3 separate regions of the Mus musculus genome follow, and all the other regions are linked to region 3. Evidence: chromatin contacts called from public HiCAR-type and promoter capture Hi-C data. All regions are on one chromosome and are shown on one strand. The core of a region is the stretch at or near the end of the contact, and the rest is flanking DNA. Distances in the headings are between cores, read along the strand shown. Region 1 holds the start of Ptpn12 (protein tyrosine phosphatase, non-receptor type 12). Region 2 holds the start of 4831440E17Rik (RIKEN cDNA 4831440E17 gene). Region 3 holds the start of 5031425E22Rik (RIKEN cDNA 5031425E22 gene).

Region 1 (3,434 bases), core at 265-2,764, 2.4 Mb before region 3:
TTTCAGATGAACTGATTATTCTTAGAAGTGCACCTTGTCCAGAGCAAAATTTTCCCTAGTTCATTTGCTATTCCCAACCCCCGCTAAAGAGCGAAGGACTTCCCAAAGTCCCATTTCCTTTTCCATTCCCCAGACCTCCAGGGTTTACAACGCCCCAGTCTTGCGCAACATCCGTAGGAGCAGCAGCCGCAACCACCGCCTCCAAAGCCGGGAAACAACCCTAGAGGGAACATTGTCCAACAGAAAAATAAAAGGAGCGAGGAGGGGGTAATGTAGGAAGTCAGCTTCTGGTCCCACGCCTTCGGAATTGATACCCTCTCTCCAATTATGCACCTAGAGAAATTTCACATACTAGACTTTTAACCCCCACCTCCACTCACTCAAGCCTGCCTACACAAGCAGAGGGCGGAAAGGGGGGTGGCGGAAAAGGGGGGACGGGAAGGTTATCTCCCAGGGCTTCAGCCCATATAGTCGCCTCCACCCTACCATGACTATTGTTCCCAGCTTCCCCACCCCCACCCCGGATAGGAAGTGATAGTCACATCCCCTCCGGCTTCGGCAATATCCCCTCAAGTCCGGAGTGAGCTTCCTTCAGGATAACCCCCATCCACACTGATATCCCCCTCCCTTTTCGATCTAAAGTCACACTGGCCTCACAGCCACCTCAAACCTGGGTCTCAGGACGAAAAGAAACCTGACCAGATAAATGGAGATCAGGTAAACCATGAGATTCCTTATGGTCAAGCCTCTGGCAAGCGCTGAGCTAATAACTGTGAACCCAGACACGGAGTCGTCCTGCCGTCCACTCGGACCAAGGCCGGCATCCGTACAGGGACCCAGCGAGTTAATGCTCTACACCCTCGCTCTCCGGCAGCCTCGAGCCGCTCCGCTGGCCGCAGCCAGACAGCTCGCCTCGACCCTCCCCGGAGGGGCAGGCGGGGAAGGCAGGCGTGGGAAGGCGAGCCCGCACTCCAGCCGCCGCCGCCCGGCCGGGGAGACAATAGGTAGTCGCGGGCGGCGGGGCCGGAGCGGGCTGGGCCGGGGAGCGCAGGTAGCGGCCGCGGAAAAGAGAGGCTGAGGGGCGGGGGTGACCTCGCCTCCCGCAAGCTCGCCGACGGCGCTCGCGGCTGGGCGCGCGCCCCGCGCCTGTCCTCGCACCGCACACAAAGCGCTGGCAGCCCCGACCGACCGGGAGAGGCGAGGGGAGCTCGGCGGCTGGCGACACGAGGCGCCGGCGAGAACGGACACTCACCATGAAGTCCCGGGCGAAGTTGTCCTCCCCATTGTGATCCGGACTCTTCATGGCCTGGACCCTCTGGATGAACCTCCTCAGGATCTCCACTTGCTCCATCCTCCCGCGTCCCCCCCGCCGCCCGCCCGCGCGCCGCAGCGCCCGCTCCGTCTTCCCCAGCTCGCTCCGGCCCGCCCTCCCTCCCCGCCGCGCCAGGCGGCTGCGGCTGCGGCGGCACCGGCCGGGCTCCCCGCGCAACTTAAAGAGCAGCGTCGCTTTCCCCTACTACGAGGCGAGCCGCGGGCTAGCGCCGGCCCCAACCCCCAGCCTGCCCCATCCTCCTTCCCCGCCCTCCTCAGTCCGAGACGCCGCCGCCTCAGGAACACGGCTCTCAGTTCGCCCTGCCCCCTTCCCGGTTCTGCCTCCCCCCCCACCCCCCACCAGCAGCCGCAGCCGCCTCTCCCCACGGGCGCGCCCCCGCCGCCACCCAGACGCGCGGGCTCGTACGGCGGCCCCGCCCCAGAGCGAAGACCCAGCCGCCCCCGCACGCCCGCCCGGGCCCGCCCCCGCCCGCTCTGAGTGGCTGGAAGCCGCTTCCGGGGCGTGGCCCTCTCCTAGGGCGCTCGCCGCTCGCTGCGGTGAGGCTGGCTTCTGGTGGACGTCCTACGTCTGGAAGCCCGGCCAAGCCCAGTGGGTCAGACAGTAAACTTCAGATGGGGCTTGCGGCCTCCGGGTTTGGCGGGGAGGGAAAGCTGATTCCAAAAGTGCTTCAGCGCTACTGCCGGCCGCGGGCTGGGACTACAAGACCCGCCTGCAGGAGTGCCCGGAGCAGGGTGGGACAGAGGTATGCTGGGAACTGTAGTAGAGCCTTCACCTTCGCTTTACGAATGCCTTGGTGAGGGTCTCCCAAGGCTTTGGCACTTTGGCTAGGAGAAGCCAATAGTTTCCAGAGTGAAAGGGTTTACTCTTCGCAATCTTTCTAATCCCAGTGAGGGAAAGCTCTTAATTCGTAATGCATCTTTCTCATTGCACCTTTTTTTGCCAAGAGGAAGACAATATTGCTTCCTATCTTTAAATTCTCACGGTTTCAGAGTTGAATGGGTGACATTCTTTCGTAGAATAGAATTTGTGACTCTTAGCAGACAGAGAGCGTGCTGATGCAATCTGTCCTTTCATAAATAGAAATGATTTGTCCAAAGTTCACCCCCCCAACATGTTCATGTGGAGTCAGAACTAAAACGCAGGTTCTTTTACTTTGACTCTAACTTTTACTTTTTCTCGAAAGGACGAGAGTTTGTAGTAGTACACAGTTGCACAACTGAGGGATTTGATCCATGGACTGACTTTGGTCACCTACACCCACAAACAAAAAACATGTTTTCACAGAACAGGCTGCCAGGAAATATGCTTAAGATAGGAAATATCAATGCAGGAAACATTTCCTAAACCGATATTTGGCCGCACTGTGAAATTTAATTAAAAAGAAAATCGAAGACAACACATGTGAGTAGCAATATACAGTTACACTTTAAAATAAAATACAGGAAATAATGCATCTGATATGTACCAACTCACTTCTCTCAAAGCATTTCAAGAGATGCTTTCCATACTAAAATAAACTTTTGAAAGGAGTGTCTGTAGTAATTTAACCCACTACACAGGCTAAATTTCACTGAATGTAAGCAAAAGATTCAGGCTCGATGGGGACAAATAGGTAAATGGCAGAAATGCTTTAACTTTTATTTATGTCTCTATATTTTGGGTTCTCTCAGCCAGGGTCTCACTCAGTAACCCAGGCTGGCATGGCTGTCTTCCTGCCTCAGCCTCACAAGTGCTGGGAGCATAGACATGGGCCACAGTGATCACCTACACTTTTGATATAGCCAAGAATGTAAAAACCAGTTAGTGATTAGCAAACAGTATACGTGTGTGCTTTATACCAACTATTGGCAGTCTCATGGGTAACAGGCTGGGTCTCATTTGCCCTAGTGTTTTGTAGGGCATATTTTTTCCATATGATCTATTTTATGTATATGAGTACATAAAATAAATATTTTAAAAAAGATTTATGTATATGAGTACATAAAATAAATACATATATTTAAAAAAAAGATTTTATATATATATGAGTACACTGTCTCTGTCTTCAGACACACCAGAAGATGGCATCAGATTCTATTACAGATGATTGTGAGCCACCATG
Region 2 (3,641 bases), core at 799-3,298, 2.1 Mb after region 3:
TTGCCTGCCCAGCTGGAGTTGAAGTTACTCGTCCAGCGACGTTTAAAGCTGTCTCCCCTAAACAAAGTGCTCTGGGCCGTCAGCGCCGCGGAACCCGGCCGCGTTCCCGAAACTCCGACTCGCCCGCTTACACCTGGGCCCGTGCGATCCCGAGCGCCGGCTGCGGAGCCGGGCGGTGCGGTTCGGGGCGGTGGGGGATGGGGAGGACAGGCTCGAATGGCTTCCTAATGTATCATTAAGAAGCAAAAGCACCGGTCTGGGAGCAAGAAAAGTTAAAGGAGCCGCGAGCTGACAAAGAGCGCCGGCCGCCGCACCCGGACCACCCGGCCGCGGCGTTTGACAGCTCCGTCCCTGGCGCCCACAGCTTTGTGGCTCCGAGAGGCCGGGCCGGCAGCAAGCTGGGCGTGCTCGGCGGGGCGTGTGCGGACGCCGGGCTAGGCCCTGGGGAAGCCGCCGGGCGGTTCTCCCAGAAGCGAGGCCGAACTCCAAAGTAAAGTGCGCGGCGCGGCCGGCGGGACCTGCGCGGGCGCCGCCGAACCGGGCCGCGCCTGGGCCGCCCCGCCCCCACCGGGCCGGGGGCCTGACAGCTCCGGGCCGCGCCGCCGCTGGCCGCCCGCCTGGCTCCCTCGCGCTCAACTTACTTCTTTCTGGCTCTCTGGAAAGGGGAAGCGCCATCTTTGCGAGGCCGGCCCCGAGGTCTTTTGTCTGCGGCTGCGGGGCTCGGGGCCGGGGCTCCGGGCTCCTCGGGGGGTGCTGGCGGCGGCTGCTGCTGCTCCGCGCTCCGGTCCTCCTCCGACGACATCCTAGTCACCAGGAAAGACACATGGATCCCCGTCCTCCTCCTGGGGGGCTCCTCCCGCCGCAGCGGCCGCAGCCGCCGCCGCTGCTGCTGCTCGAGTTGCTCCTCCCCGGCTCAGCCTCTCGCATTTCCCGCAGCCCCGGGAGCAGCAGCAGCAGCAGCAGGTACCGGGAGAGGCGGCAACATGGAGCTAGCAGGACACGCACTCACACACATCGGCGCGGGCGCGCGCACTCGGCGCGCAGGGGCCGGCGGGGGGCGGCGGGCAAGCGGGCGGGGCGGGCGGGGCCGGCCGCGCGGGGCGGGGCGCCGCGGCCAAGGCTGGGGCCGGCGGGGCCGGGCCGGAGGGCGGCGCCGAGCGGGGCGGGGCGGGGCGCGACGCGAGGGGCGCGGGCCGGGGGCGGCCGCAGGGGTCTCCGCCCGGCCCCTCCCCCAGGCCGCCCGCGGCGGGAGGAGAAAGGGCCGCGGAGGGGGGCGGCGGGCCGGGCCGGGCCGGGGCGGGGCCAGCCACCCCTCCCCCGCGCCGTCAGCCCGTCAGGCCCACGCCGCGGCGAAGTTTTGACAGCTGCTCCAGTTGTTGTGGTGGGTTCCGGGGTGGTGCGAGCGCCGGCCCCTCGGTCGCGCGCTGGCGATCGCTCCCTCACACACTGCTCGCTCACGGCGTTCCCTGTGGCTAGCTCCCTCACGCTCGGTTCAACGCACGGCTAGCTCTCGCTCTTCCCTATCGTTTGCCCGCTCTCCGGCCGGCGCTTTGCTGCCTCACGCTCAGGATCGCTCCCTCACGCTAGCTTTCGGCCCCATCAAGCTTGGCTCCCTCACGCTGGGATCCCTCTCGCTCGCTCGCGAACGCTCCCCCACGCCCGCTCTCTCTCTGGGGGCAGCAAAGGAGGAAGTTTTGCGGCTGTGCGTTCACCACACAAACAACACACGCACACGGCAGTGGCCGTCGCGCGAGGCCTGCACCCGGGTCCCCCGGGGCGACCCGCACCACAGACCTCTCAAACTCGCCGCCGGCTCGCCCACACACAGGCGCCTCCCGCCCCCGCCCCCAGCGCGCTGCTGCCACTCACGGGGCTGAGTCCGCGCATGCGCCCCGCGCTACCCGGCCGCCGCCGCTGACCTCACCGCCCCTCCCCCGCCCGCTCTGACGCGGCGGTGGCTGCAACTCGGGCTCTGGCGGGCGCTAAGCTGCGGACCGGGCATCCGGGATCAGGGTCCAGCCCGGCCGGAGGAGGGGGGAGGGATCGATGTAAACACTCCGGAGCGTGCACCCGCGTGCGGTGCGCGCACGTGCGTCCGCGACCCCCTGCGGGCGTGGGCCGCTCCAGGCCTGGCGGAGTCCCACGTAGGCTTCCCTAGTGCGGCGCAACCGTGGCAGGACAACGTTAGATCCTAACTCCAGCTGTAGTTTCTCCGTCCGACGTCATGTTTTAAACACCGTGAGACCGGAGGCTGCCGTACAAAAAACCAAGCGGACAGGTTGAGTGGGAAAAAAATGTCTCTACACCGAGAGAAATGCATCAGCGTGAACGTTGTGTGTGCTCAAGATTTAAAAATGGAAATACTGCTAAGCTGTTTCCCATTAAAAAAAAAAAAACGATTCGTTAAAAATGGGGCCAGAATTGCCCAGGACGCCGCGTTTCGTTTGCACTATGGATTGCCTTGTAGGAGTGAGAAATAGTAGAGATGGGAAAACGGATCTGTGGAGCGGCGTGGAAGGCTTAGAGTAGCCTGTCAGGCGCTGAGCTGCTCGGAGCCTGGAATCCGAGCGCACTTTGCGATCAGTTCTTTCCATTCTCAACAGTTTCAATGCTGGGCAAAAAGAATACACTTGTTTCTAGAGGTCCTGTTCACCTTCCTGCCACCCAATAGCCAGGCTATTAACATTGAACTGGGCTTCGCATCTGGATCAAACTTTGATCGTCTAGTGCATATTATAGCTGTAATCATTTGTTTGTTTGTTTATTTGCAGTGGCTAAAGTTGAATCGTTGAATCATTTGAATTGATTGCAAGTTTAATCCCTTGCAGGCCTTTTCAGCTTTATTATATGTACAGTCAAAGGAAGCTTGGAGCAGGGAAGAAAGCTGCCATATGAAAGGTAAGCTACAAATTAAAAGGAGAGAGGAAATTGGGGTTTCTAGACAAATTAAATTACTTGTCGTTGTGGTATATTGAACCCAGAACTGCACACACAGCTAAGCTAACACTCCACCACTGAGTTTTATCCCTAGACGGAATCGTTTTTAAAGATTTTTTTTAAGAAATGTTTTTTGTTTGTATTCGTGTCCGCATGAGTTTATGTACACCATGTACGTGGAGATACCTGAGAAGGCCAGAAGGTGTTCAGTCCCCTAGATTGAGGTTACAGGCAATTGTGAGCTGCCATGTGGGCACTGGAAATCAACTCCAGTTTCCTGCAAGAACAGTGCTCTGAATCGCTAAGCCAGCTCTCCAGCCCCTGGACCTGGCTTTTAAATATAAACTTTTAAAATAAAGCCTTTTTCTTTTGATACTAGAATAAGAAAAGTATTCATCTAAAAAAATTAAACGTTATATTATTGTTGCTATGGTTAAAATAGAGGAATGGGCATGGAACCAGGTATAGTGGCCCATACCTTTAATACCAGGACTAGAAAGACAGGCAGATGGATCTCTATGAGTTTGGGGACAGCATGGTCTGCATAAGACAACCCAACCAAGACTACATAGTGAGACCCTGTCTTTCAAAAAAAAAAAAAATTAGGGCTATACATAATGAAACTTATGATACTTGGCTTCAGGTGTGTAGTTATTCATGTAATTCATAAATTAAGAGATGATAGAACTTAATAAAAAATTGTA
Region 3 (3,608 bases), core at 929-3,428:
TAAACTCTGTTCAAAACAGCCTCTGGAAAAACTCGAGCCAGTATTTTTAGTTTATAGTCCATTAGGACAGTGTTTAATCTTATAATCTCTAAAGGAGTTCGAGTCCACCCAAGCTCTTATCAATTGTCTATCAGTGCGTTTGGTCACCATTATGAACAATGGACCAAAGCACGTGAGGAGTTTGAAGAGGCATGGAGGACACTAAAGCTGTCTTCCTGGACGTGGGTGGGAAGGGTTCCTCCAGACAGGAACAAATACACACGTCTACTTTGAGATGATAAGTATTTTAGCACCTCAGCAAATTTGTTGTTAAGATTACAAGTGAACAATAAATAAAAATAAAGGTTGTGTACTATTCTGTAATCTTTTTGAGATGACTTTGTGCTATCATGTCTAGCTCAAGAATTTGAAATGCCAGTTTAAAAAAAAGGTAAAGAAATATTAAGAGTTTATGAATTTCATGGAGTCAATAACTGGAAGGAATTTGGAAGCATACAAAGGATTCATCTCCATTTGCCTAAAAAATGGCCTCTTTCCCTTATTAACACAAACGGCTTCATATTTAGTTCTTTTTCTAAGGAAAAAAAAATGATGTTAGGATAAAGGAGCAAGGGAATTGACAGAGAAACAAAAAAGGTTATTCCACAATTATACAAAATGTCCATTTTAATAGATAAGCAGGAACAAAAAGCTTTGAATTTGTTAAACTCTTTGTAATACATAACTCCATTTAAAATACTGACTTTCGCTCATTCTCATTGTTACCTAATAACAAAAATGCTACAAACCAAATCTTGATTTCCAACTACAAAGAGTCTACCGCTAAAAATAAACATAAATTAACATAACCATGGCCCAGGTTAATGAAGTTTCTAGGCCTAGTAGGCATTCATTTTCTCTCAGCACCAAATACAGTGTTTTGTTGAAATAGTACCCAGGCAGAGCCTGTAATCCTAGCAATAGGAGGGTGGGCAGGAGTATGAGTTCCAAGCTAGTCTAGGCTATTAAATAGCAAAACCCATTCGAGCCCTCATTCCCATCCCTAAGTCCCACTAAAAATACGTTTTATGCTATTGCAAATGTGCTTTAAAGACGCAGGATAGAGAGCTTTAACGAATATTTACCAGAAGCATTTGTAATTCCATTTTTTATTTTTAAAAGGACGACAAAATGCAACGTGAAGTATAGAAAATGACCTTTCAGTTTCATACAGAACAAAATACTAAAATTACTAAGAATACTTATATTTGAAAAGGCAACCCTCACCAGTAAGATTACTTAAACTCTCTCACGGGATGTACAGACAGGGAGGGTAATGAACACAAAGAATCTAAGGAGAAGGTTTGACAGGGCCCTTCCGTTCAGACTGTGATGCAGTCCTTAATCGCTGTCTGCCTAGAAACCCTAAGTGTTCCTGGGTGTTATTCACTTGCTTTCAAACTCTGAGAATGCTGTAGTCTTCTATTCAGACCCCCCAAACTTTATGTTTTGTCTGAAATAATCAACACTCCTACCTGTGGTGCCTTCAGAGCCTAACCTGTCCTTGTTACCCATACCAGTGACACTCAGGGCCTCCTAGTTGGCTTACAGGAGGGAACTGCCACCTTACGTAAGCATACTTTGCAAGGAGAAAGGCAGATATAAGAAGGCGTCAAACCTTCTCCTCCACCAGTGGCTGGCACACCCCGAAAGGAGTGTCCTTTCAGGGGCTCCCCCCCCCCCCGCAGCAGTTCTGCTGCGGGGAGTGGGGGAGGGGAAGAGCTTTCAAACAGTCATCTCTTCCTCTTCGGGCAGCCAACGCCGACCGCACCACCATCTCCTCCGCCCAAACCCGGTCCCCTCCCCCGCCCTGCCTGGGTCCCCGCCAAACCCCACAGGAATGCAGCCGGTCACATGCGCTGCGGCGGCGGTGGACGTGCCTCTCCCCCCGCGCCCCAAGGAGACCCAGCGCCATCTTGCCCTGACGCAGTTACAAAAGTCACAGGAGAAATTGCGCCTCCACGGCCGCACCAGCGCCCCAAAGTCTCGCAGAGGCCGAGCCAGGGCCCTCACCTCGCGCAGGGAGAGGAGCAAAAGGTCGGGGAAGAGCCTTGCGACTTCCTTCGGCACTGCTTGGGTTCCACAGAAGACGCGGCGACAACGATCACCGTCATCACTTCTCACTCTCTGCCTTTGCAACAGCCACCCCCGACGACTCTGGCCCCACCCGCTGCTGCAGCATGAGGTCATCGTCAGCCAATCCCTACGCGCCCGACAGAAATCACCAGACGCCGATTGGCTGCCGACACCGCCTCTGCCTCTCCCCACTCCTCTTACGGAGCACCCAAGGTCGTGCTGCGGGCCAAGAAGACGGAAACCGCCATTCCGGGGAAAGGCCCCCAAAGCCAGATCCGTAATCGCTGTGTGATTTTAGTGGAGAACCCTGTTTTGTTCCTTGGCCTCCCCTTTTCGGTTCGAGAAACCAGCTCTGTCCCTCCCTCGTTTAATCACCGCCACACAAACGAACTCCCGCTCCCCGCCCAGCACACTGTCCCGCGGCGGGGAATCCTTCCCCGGTGCTAAGAAGTATAGGAGGCGGCGGCAGCGACTGCACCGGCAGCGGCAACGGCAGCTTTTACCCCATACACGGTGGCAGGGAGGCGGCGCTGACGATGGCTGCAATTTTTTCTGCGGCTTCTCCCCCCGACCTCTTGCGTTTCTCGCTCCTCCATCGAGACAGCGCGGGACTCGCCAGCTCCGCTTTTATCCGGTGCCCGGAGCCTGCGCACTGGAGCCTCCTCAGCCACTAGTGGGCGTCGAGTGACAATCCGACCGGGCTCACCCTGAGCTGGCAGGCCAGGCCGGGGGGAGGGGGCTGCCGGGACTGAGGCTGCTTGGGGGGTAGGAGCAAGTGCATCACCTTAGGAAGTGATGGGAGGGGGGTCGTCCCCGTCCCTGCTGTCATCCTTCTACCCACTAGTAGCATCCTCACGCTCACCTACATCCAGGCTTGAGGGCTACTCGGGGACAACGGGTAAAGAGCCAAGCCCACCAGCTAGCAAGACCTCCCCAACCGTCGGCGGATGGATGAATGCACCTGTTGTGGGAAAGACGGAGTGTCTGGCCAGCTCGCGGCCTCTAGCGTGACGTCTCCACGCCTCGGCGGAGAGGCCGCGTCGGGCCGCAGCCCATAACCAAGATGGCGGCGAGTAGCTTCGTCCCCTCCCCCCTGCCCCTGCGGAGCGGGGCGGGCGGGCCCCGTGCGCTTGCCGCCGCCGCCGCCGCCGCTGCCGCCGCCGCCGCCGCCGTCGCCGCCGCCATTTTCCCAGAGCGAGAAGCAGTGACACTGAGCGGGCGCAGGGGGCCGAGTCGGAGATCGAGCCTGCGTTCGGGAGCGGCAGCAGAGGGGGCATAGACACTCGGAGCAGCCTCAGCGTCTCCTCGTCATTCCTGCCGTGGCCCGCAGTGCCCGACTCTTGGGTTCCCACTGAAGACGCTGCGCGCTGCTGCTTGGGGAGGGGGTGTGGAGTCGGTTCTGCGACCGCAGTGGCTGTCGTCGGGGGTCGACCGAGCGCTGAGGTGTGGAGAACCTCGCCCGGGGTCGAGCCGATAACAGGGTTCGGGTGTCT

Evidence for each region. Promoter capture Hi-C pulls out the DNA fragments that hold promoters and counts their contacts. HiCAR-type assays count read pairs that join an accessible place to other places.
Region 1: a contact with region 3 is called in a HiCAR-type map of astrocytes, with 3 times the contacts expected there. The contact joins the promoter of Ptpn12 here to the promoter of 5031425E22Rik in region 3. A contact is called at or near these places in 2 of 39 promoter capture datasets (hippocampal neurons and liver), 3 of 115 datasets of contacts at active chromatin or transcription factors (astrocytes, pro-B cells and trophoblast stem cells) and 1 of 9 other capture datasets (liver).
Region 2: a contact with region 3 is called in a promoter capture Hi-C map of pre-B cells, with 6 times the contacts expected there. The contact joins the promoter of 4831440E17Rik here to the promoter of 5031425E22Rik in region 3. A contact is called at or near these places in 3 of 39 promoter capture datasets (the C10 cell line, cranial neural crest and pre-B cells), 1 of 115 datasets of contacts at active chromatin or transcription factors (cardiomyocytes) and 1 of 9 other capture datasets (liver).

What each region holds. Positions count from the first base shown.
Region 1 is chr5:21,054,397-21,057,830 of GRCm38.p6, forward strand. It overlaps Ptpn12 (protein tyrosine phosphatase, non-receptor type 12), which reads right to left and starts at 1,515. Exons shown (of 18, transcript NM_011203.3): 1 at 1,253-1,515. The coding sequence starts at 1,351. It overlaps Gm42221 (a long non-coding RNA gene), which reads left to right and starts at 1,671. Exons shown (of 4, transcript XR_880864.3): 1 at 1,671-2,075.
Region 2 is chr5:25,497,749-25,501,389 of GRCm38.p6, forward strand. 4831440E17Rik (RIKEN cDNA 4831440E17 gene) reads left to right here and starts at 2,049. Exons shown (of 1, transcript NR_030700.1): 1 at 2,049-3,641. It overlaps Kmt2c (lysine (K)-specific methyltransferase 2C), which reads right to left and starts at 1,035. Exons shown (of 59, transcript NM_001081383.2): 1 at 642-1,035. The coding sequence starts at 802.
Region 3 is chr5:23,431,158-23,434,765 of GRCm38.p6, forward strand. It overlaps 5031425E22Rik (RIKEN cDNA 5031425E22 gene), which reads right to left and starts at 2,179. Exons shown (of 3, transcript NR_165300.1): 1 at 2,053-2,179. Kmt2e (lysine (K)-specific methyltransferase 2E) reads left to right here and starts at 3,307. Exons shown (of 26, transcript NM_026984.2): 1 at 3,307-3,608.